Regions from separate parts of the Zea mays genome. Here region 1 is linked to region 2. Evidence: chromatin contacts called from public Hi-C data. All regions are on one chromosome and are shown on one strand. Each heading gives the region's core, a stretch centred on a gene start, on an enhancer-like site or on the middle of the called end of the contact. The rest is flanking DNA. Distances are from core to core; before and after follow the strand shown. Region 1 holds the start of LOC103626319 (pentatricopeptide repeat-containing protein). Region 2 holds the start of LOC100283382 (peroxidase 39).

Region 1 (3,201 bases), core at 522-3,021, 140 kb before region 2:
TAAAGCCAGACAACAGTCTTCACAAGTAAATCTGATGGTAATTCCAAATGTATAGCTAATCATCACAGGCTCAACTGTGAACACACTACTTTATAATTTTGAACTGCAATGATTTAAGAGTTCATGGACCAAAAAAGCAAGCATCAACAAAAAAAGGTGCCAACAAGGCTGATGAAACAAAATCTGCCAGCAAGTGCAATTCAATTAATTCTGAAATCAGGAGAGGGAGCTCTTGACACATCATTACAACACAACCCAGAAATTGTACATTAAAGACAAAAAGAATTAAATTGTAAATGGCTGAGGACAACAAGACAAATCGTATGGCTCGGTTCAAATGGATAGTCGGCATACAGATCAATCTCTTCTATAGAGATAGACATGTGATTTGGTCTGTTGAGCTTGAATATTTCCAAGTCGTCACAGCCACATTTATTTATATATATACACAAACATTTAAAAATAATTAATGATTGGGAATGTTAATATCTGAACACCAATTGCGGTAAAGACCCATATGTCACCAAATGGCCTCAGACCGTCCTAGTTCATGATAAATATCAACAGATTAGACAAAATTTTGCCTCGTCTGTAACCATCATGTCATCAAAGGCCAAGATCAACGATAATAGTAAAACAGCTATTTTTTCTACCAACTATTGAAAATAAAATAAAGAAATGTGTCAGAAAAATGTTCTCAGCACCCTTTTTGAAGGAATCAGACAGGGATAACTGTATTTTAATTGTGTTGTCATCATCCACATCTCTAAACAGAGGAAAGAATCAAAAACAAGTTTCAAGAATCTATCAGATCTTCCTATTCAATATGAAAGAACTGTCATGGTACATCACAATCGAACAGATTGGACGCTTTCCCTTTCAAAGTTTCACATCATTTAGATCCTGAAACAAATGGGGGAAAATGTAGAATATTTAACATGTCAATACTATATGCGAGCTTTCCAGGGCCGGATTGGCATAAGAACGCAACCAATAAGGATATGACCGCACATCAAGAGAATAGCATGTTGCGCCCGAGCCATTATACCGTGAGGGAACAAAATCATCCTCCGGAATTGGTAATGGACGCATGCAACAAAATATATTTTTAATAACTACGAAGAACCAACAAGCATAATGATGGTTTGTGAGATGAGTTCAGACAGCCAAGGGTTTGGTCTTCAACTACCACCAACGAAGTAGTAGCATCAGAAACTCTAGTCCAAAACACAGTTGTTCATCATTGCTCAAAATCTCACTATACCATAGCATTATAACAGGAAATAAAGACCACTAGTCTAGTACATATATGAACAGCAAAAAAGGCTAAGACTGTGAATTGGGAGCTCAGACAGCCAAGGGTTTGGTCGTCAAATACTACCTTCGTAGTATCAGAAACTCTAGTCCACAAAGATTGCTCATCACCGCTCCTATCGCAAAAATCAACCATTCCACACATAAAATAAAAGAAACAATCTTGATACACGACGAAGCTTGAATGTTCAAATCAAAAATAGGTGATCCAAGTTAAAAAAAAGAGGCGGCGAGAGTACTCATATGTAGATGCATCGACGCCGTCGGCGGCAGTAGTCGGAACCCTATGTAGGAAGAGGCAGGCGTCAGGTGATTATTTATATCCTCTTGCTCTGCGACAGAAGAAAACCTAGATTTGTATGGGCCTCTTTGCGCTGCTTGGGCTTTTGTGGGCTGTTTGCACTGCTTGGGCTTCGCCAGGTAGAATAGATGGAACCGCAATTTTTGGCCGCGGTGACTCCTCGCCGCCGGCGCGCTGTGCTCCCGTCATCAAAACACGATGCCGCCGCCCCCAGCCGTGCCACACGACGTGGGTGCTGTCCTCCGCCTCCTGGAGTCCCGCGACCTTCCCGCCGCCGCGCGCCTCGCCGCCGGCTCTGCTTCCTCCTCGCCGCTCCCGCTCGCCGCGGTCCTCCTACACCGCCCGCTGCCCCCGCGCCTCGGCTACAGCCTCCACGCCCGCGCAGCGCGTGCGGGCCTCCTCGCGGACCGCTACCTTGCTAACGCGCTGCTCGCGTTCTACGTCCGCCTCCCGGACCACCTGCCTCACGCGCTCAGGGCGTTCGACGACCTGCCCCGCCGCGACGTCGTCGCGCACTCCTCCGTCCTCGCTGCATTCCTCCGTGCGGGTCTCCCGCGCCGCGCGCTCCTCCAGCTCAGGACCATGGCCTCCGGCGGCTACGGCGCTGACGACGACGTCGCCCCCAGCGCGCACGCGCTTTCCGCCTCCGCCAAGGCGTGCGCCGTGCTGCACGACCTCCGCGCGGGAGCCTGCGTGCACGGGACCACCGTTGTGCGAGGGTACGGCGACGATGGCGTCGTGCTGAGCGCGCTCGTGGACATGTACGGCCACTCGGGTGCGCCGGGCGACGCGCGGAAGGCGTTCGAGGAAATGCGCGCACCGGATGGGATATGCTACACGTCGTTGATATCAGCATTCGTGCGGAACGACTGGTTCGACGAGGCCCTGCGGTGGTTTCAGGCTATGCTCAGGACAGATGGGGTTTGGCCGGACGGCTGCACATTTGGCTCTATGATGTCGGCGCTTGGGAACATGAAGAGAGCGAGGCAGGGTAGGGAGGCACACGCGCAGGTTGTGACACGTGGCCTGTGTGGGAACGTCATCGTGGAGAGCAGCACACTTGACATGTATGCCAAGTGTGGTATGATGGTGGATGCACGCAAGGTATTCGACAGGATGAAGGCTCCGAATGCAGTTTCATGGTGTGCCCTGCTTGGGGGGTATTGTCAAACTGGGAAGCATGAGAAGGTTCTCTCGTTGTTTCGACAGATGCATATGCAGGAGCAGGACGATGACTGGTATAGCTTAGGGACTCTTCTGCGATCTTGTGCTGGTCTGTCTGCAGTGAAGCTAGGAAAAGAAATCCACTGCCGTTCTATGAGGATGAGAGGATGCGGAGATGTCATTGTTGAATCCGCACTCGTGGACCTGTACGCAAAATGTGGTGCAGTAGACTATGCCTACAGAGTATTCAAAATGAGCAGTGTCCGCAACATGATTACTTGGAATGCCATGATTTGTGGTTGTGCTCAGAATGGCCATGGTGAGCGAGCCATCAGCCTGTTCAATGAGATGGTTAGAGGAGGGGTCAAGCCAGACTACATCAGTTTCATTGGTGTTCTTTTTGCTTGTAGCCATACTGGGAT
Region 2 (2,885 bases), core at 275-2,774:
GTCTAGATATATAGTAAAAAATTAGAAATTTAGAAATCTTAAACTATCTTATAATTAAAAAAATAAAACCTATAAAGTTAGAATATAACTTATACTTTATAATTTTAGAATATAGCTTATAATTTGGAACGGAGAAGACAGCAGTACTTCTACCTAGCAGGGCCGCTCTGTGCATGTTCAGGTTGTCTGTCCAATCCGGCTATGACAGCGAACTAACTGCTACTAAAACGTTCTAGGCTCCTGCTGTTTGTCCAGTTATTTTCTCAAATCATAAAACAGTTTGTCACGACTCACGAGGCTACCAGTCCTCTAGCACAATCATAGCAGTGGTACTGCTTATGCCAGCCTGACCAAACAAATGATTGACCCAGCGAAAGCGAAAGTAGCAGCACTGGGTGTCGGTGCCGTTGGAATGTTTAATAAACTCGCAAGCGTGGCTTGTAATCATAGGACTAGTCAGACCTGTCACTGCCTAATATCTGTCTAGTTCTTCCTTGGCATGTAAATTAAGCTGATTGATTGACAGGTGAAAAGATAATCTTCTTCTTCTTCTGCTCAGAACGGTGTGGCGTCAACGGATCATGGAGGGGGTCAGGTGTTTGGTTTGGGGAAGTACGTACCTGAGAGCCAGACGAGGTCGGCGAGGTTGAGGCTCTTGTTCTGGAAGGACTGGAGGAGTTGGGTGAAGTTCATGGTGGGCGCGGGGATCTGGTCCAGCGCCTCCTGCTTGATGGACACGGTGCCGTCGCGCCTCCCCGTCGGCACGCTCCAGAACGGACCGCCCTGCATGCATGCGCGTTCGACCGGTTTATATATAGGTTTTGCCGGCTTAGGAAGCGCAGATGCATGGGGTGGGGGGGGGACTCGATCAGGAGCACTGACGATGACGCCGACGGAGTCGCGGGCGGCGAGCGCGACGATGTCGGCGCAGGACACCACGCCGGGGCACTCCTTCTCGAGCAGCGCCTTGATGCGGTCGATGAAGCCGAAGCCGCGCAGCGTCAGGTTGGGCGCCGCGTCCTTCTCCGCCTCGCTGCCGCCCGTCGCGTTGAGCAGCACTGACGCGTCGCAGCCCTGCGTGCAACGGCGGGAGCGCATGGCGCGGTCAGTCATCGTCGGCATCGGCATATCGGGCATTCGTCGCCGCGCACGCAGCTAGCGGCTAGCGCCTTGTTTGCTAACTCCTATAGTACGTACCCTGACGAAGCAGTCGTGGAAGTGGGTGCGGAGCAGGGTGGAGGCGACGTCGGGCGCGTGGGGGATGTGCGCCTTCACGTAGTCCTTGACGATCTTCTCCGCCTGTGGGCAGGAGTAGTCGTAGAACCCCTCCTTGAGCTGCGCCCGCGCGCCGCCGGCGAGGGCGGCGGCCACCAGCAGCGCCGCCAGCACCGTCCTTCTCACCATCGTCGCTCCGATGGACTGCTAGTGCTAGCTGCTGCTGGGTACGTACTACGCCTGCAATGCAAGCTGCTTCTCGGCCGTGTCAGCTAGCTGCGAGTCTCGTCCTGTCGGTCTCGAGCTCTTGCTGTGCCGAGCCGGGTGCTGGGCTATAAATACACAGTGCCTGCCAGCAAGGCACGGTGACGACGTCGACGTGTGCGCTGGCTACTGGCTAGTCCGGTAGTGGGGTTCGGTTGTCGCTAGCTAGCTACCCTGCTTTGCGCAGCGAGTTGGATATCCGAACGACGAGTCGGTAGGGAACTGAGGAGCGGACGACGCGGTCTCCGTCTCTCGGAACGGCCGACGAGTCGGTAGGGAAATGGGGTCTAATCTAACCACCCGCCGACCTGCGTATATGGTCGGTAGAGCGGCTAGCCCAGTTCGATCGTATCGTATGTATGTATGGTACGGTCGATGTACGTACGCAACTGGGCCGCCGGCCACGCACGCTTCTGCTACCTGCATGCAGCGCAAATGGAGCACGACGACGACGCGACGGGAGTAAAGGGCCGGCCTTGCCGGCGGCATGCATGTCAGCGGCAGCGCCAGGGGCGGTGTTCGCTCCATGTGTCATACGTCAAGCGTAGGTGGATGTACGCGTGGACTCTCGTCGACAGTACTGTACGCCAACTTGGTACTCCGGCCCTCGCCCGTCGTCAATCGTCTGGGAAAATAAAAAGAATCAGGCACCGCACGCCATTGGTACGACGTACTACTACTACTACACAACGCCATTTGTAGCTAGGCTTCTTCAGTTGAACGGAAATGGAGCGAAAAGCCGTCTCGGCTTTCCATGTCCATGCTCGCAACGGACCCACGGATTGAGATCGGACAGCAGAATCTCGCGGTGCGCCGGTAGGGTGTACTAGAACAGCGGAGAAGAGGGCATCATGAGGAGGTGGGTTTCTTCAGGCTTTCGAGCTCCTCTTTCCTTCCTATTCGCCCATGAGTCCAAGTAGGGCTGGAAAAAAAGCTCGAGGCTCGCGAGCCGGCTCGGGCTCGATCAGGCTCGGCTCGGCTCGGTGAGGCTCGCGAGCCTAAACGAGTCCGAGCCGAGCCTAATTCCGTGGCTCGCTACACTAACGAGCCGAGCCGAGCCGGCTCGGTGAGGCTCGCGAGCCGGCTCGAGGCTCGGTCCAAACTACTTCTTACTCGTATCTTCGTTGACCAATGTGTAAGTGTGCTGTTTTGGTCACAACTCACAAGGAACTAGAGTGTCGGGATATATTTTTTTTATTATATGGAACATATTATGCTTCAAATTTGAGTTAATGACTATATTTACTGTTGTTGAGTACTTGAGTGTACAGGCTCGCGAGCCGAGCCGAGCCGGCTCGCGAGCCTATATCGAGCCGAGCCGAGCCTCGTTACCGAGCTCGCTAAGTGACCGAGCCGAGCCTGGCTCGGCTCGCTATTCCACCGAGCCTCACCGAGCCGAGCCGAGC

What was found. Hi-C and Micro-C count contacts between places; a contact is called where the count stands out from the background.
Region 1: a contact with region 2 is called in a Hi-C map of tassel, with 2.9 times the contacts expected there. The contact joins the promoter of LOC103626319 here to the promoter of LOC100283382 in region 2. A contact is called at or near these places in 3 of 25 Hi-C or Micro-C datasets (ear, leaf and tassel).

The regions. Positions count from the first base shown.
Region 1 is chr5:49,404,443-49,407,643 of Zm-B73-REFERENCE-NAM-5.0, reverse strand. LOC103626319 (pentatricopeptide repeat-containing protein) reads left to right here and starts at 1,771. Exons shown (of 2, transcript NM_001364072.1): 1 at 1,771-3,201. The coding sequence starts at 1,814. LOC100277243 (a long non-coding RNA gene) reads right to left here and starts at 1,592. Exons shown (of 1, transcript NR_157080.1): 1 at 687-1,592. LOC111589450 (small nucleolar RNA snoR20a) reads right to left here and starts at 614; the gene lies at 531-614. It overlaps LOC111589447 (small nucleolar RNA Z107/R87), which reads right to left and starts at 431; the gene lies at 323-431. It also overlaps LOC111589449.
Region 2 is chr5:49,268,402-49,271,286 of Zm-B73-REFERENCE-NAM-5.0, reverse strand. It overlaps LOC100283382 (peroxidase 39), which reads right to left and starts at 1,524. Exons shown (of 4, transcript NM_001156283.2): 1 at 1,198-1,524; 2 at 883-1,074; 3 at 621-783. The coding sequence starts at 1,404.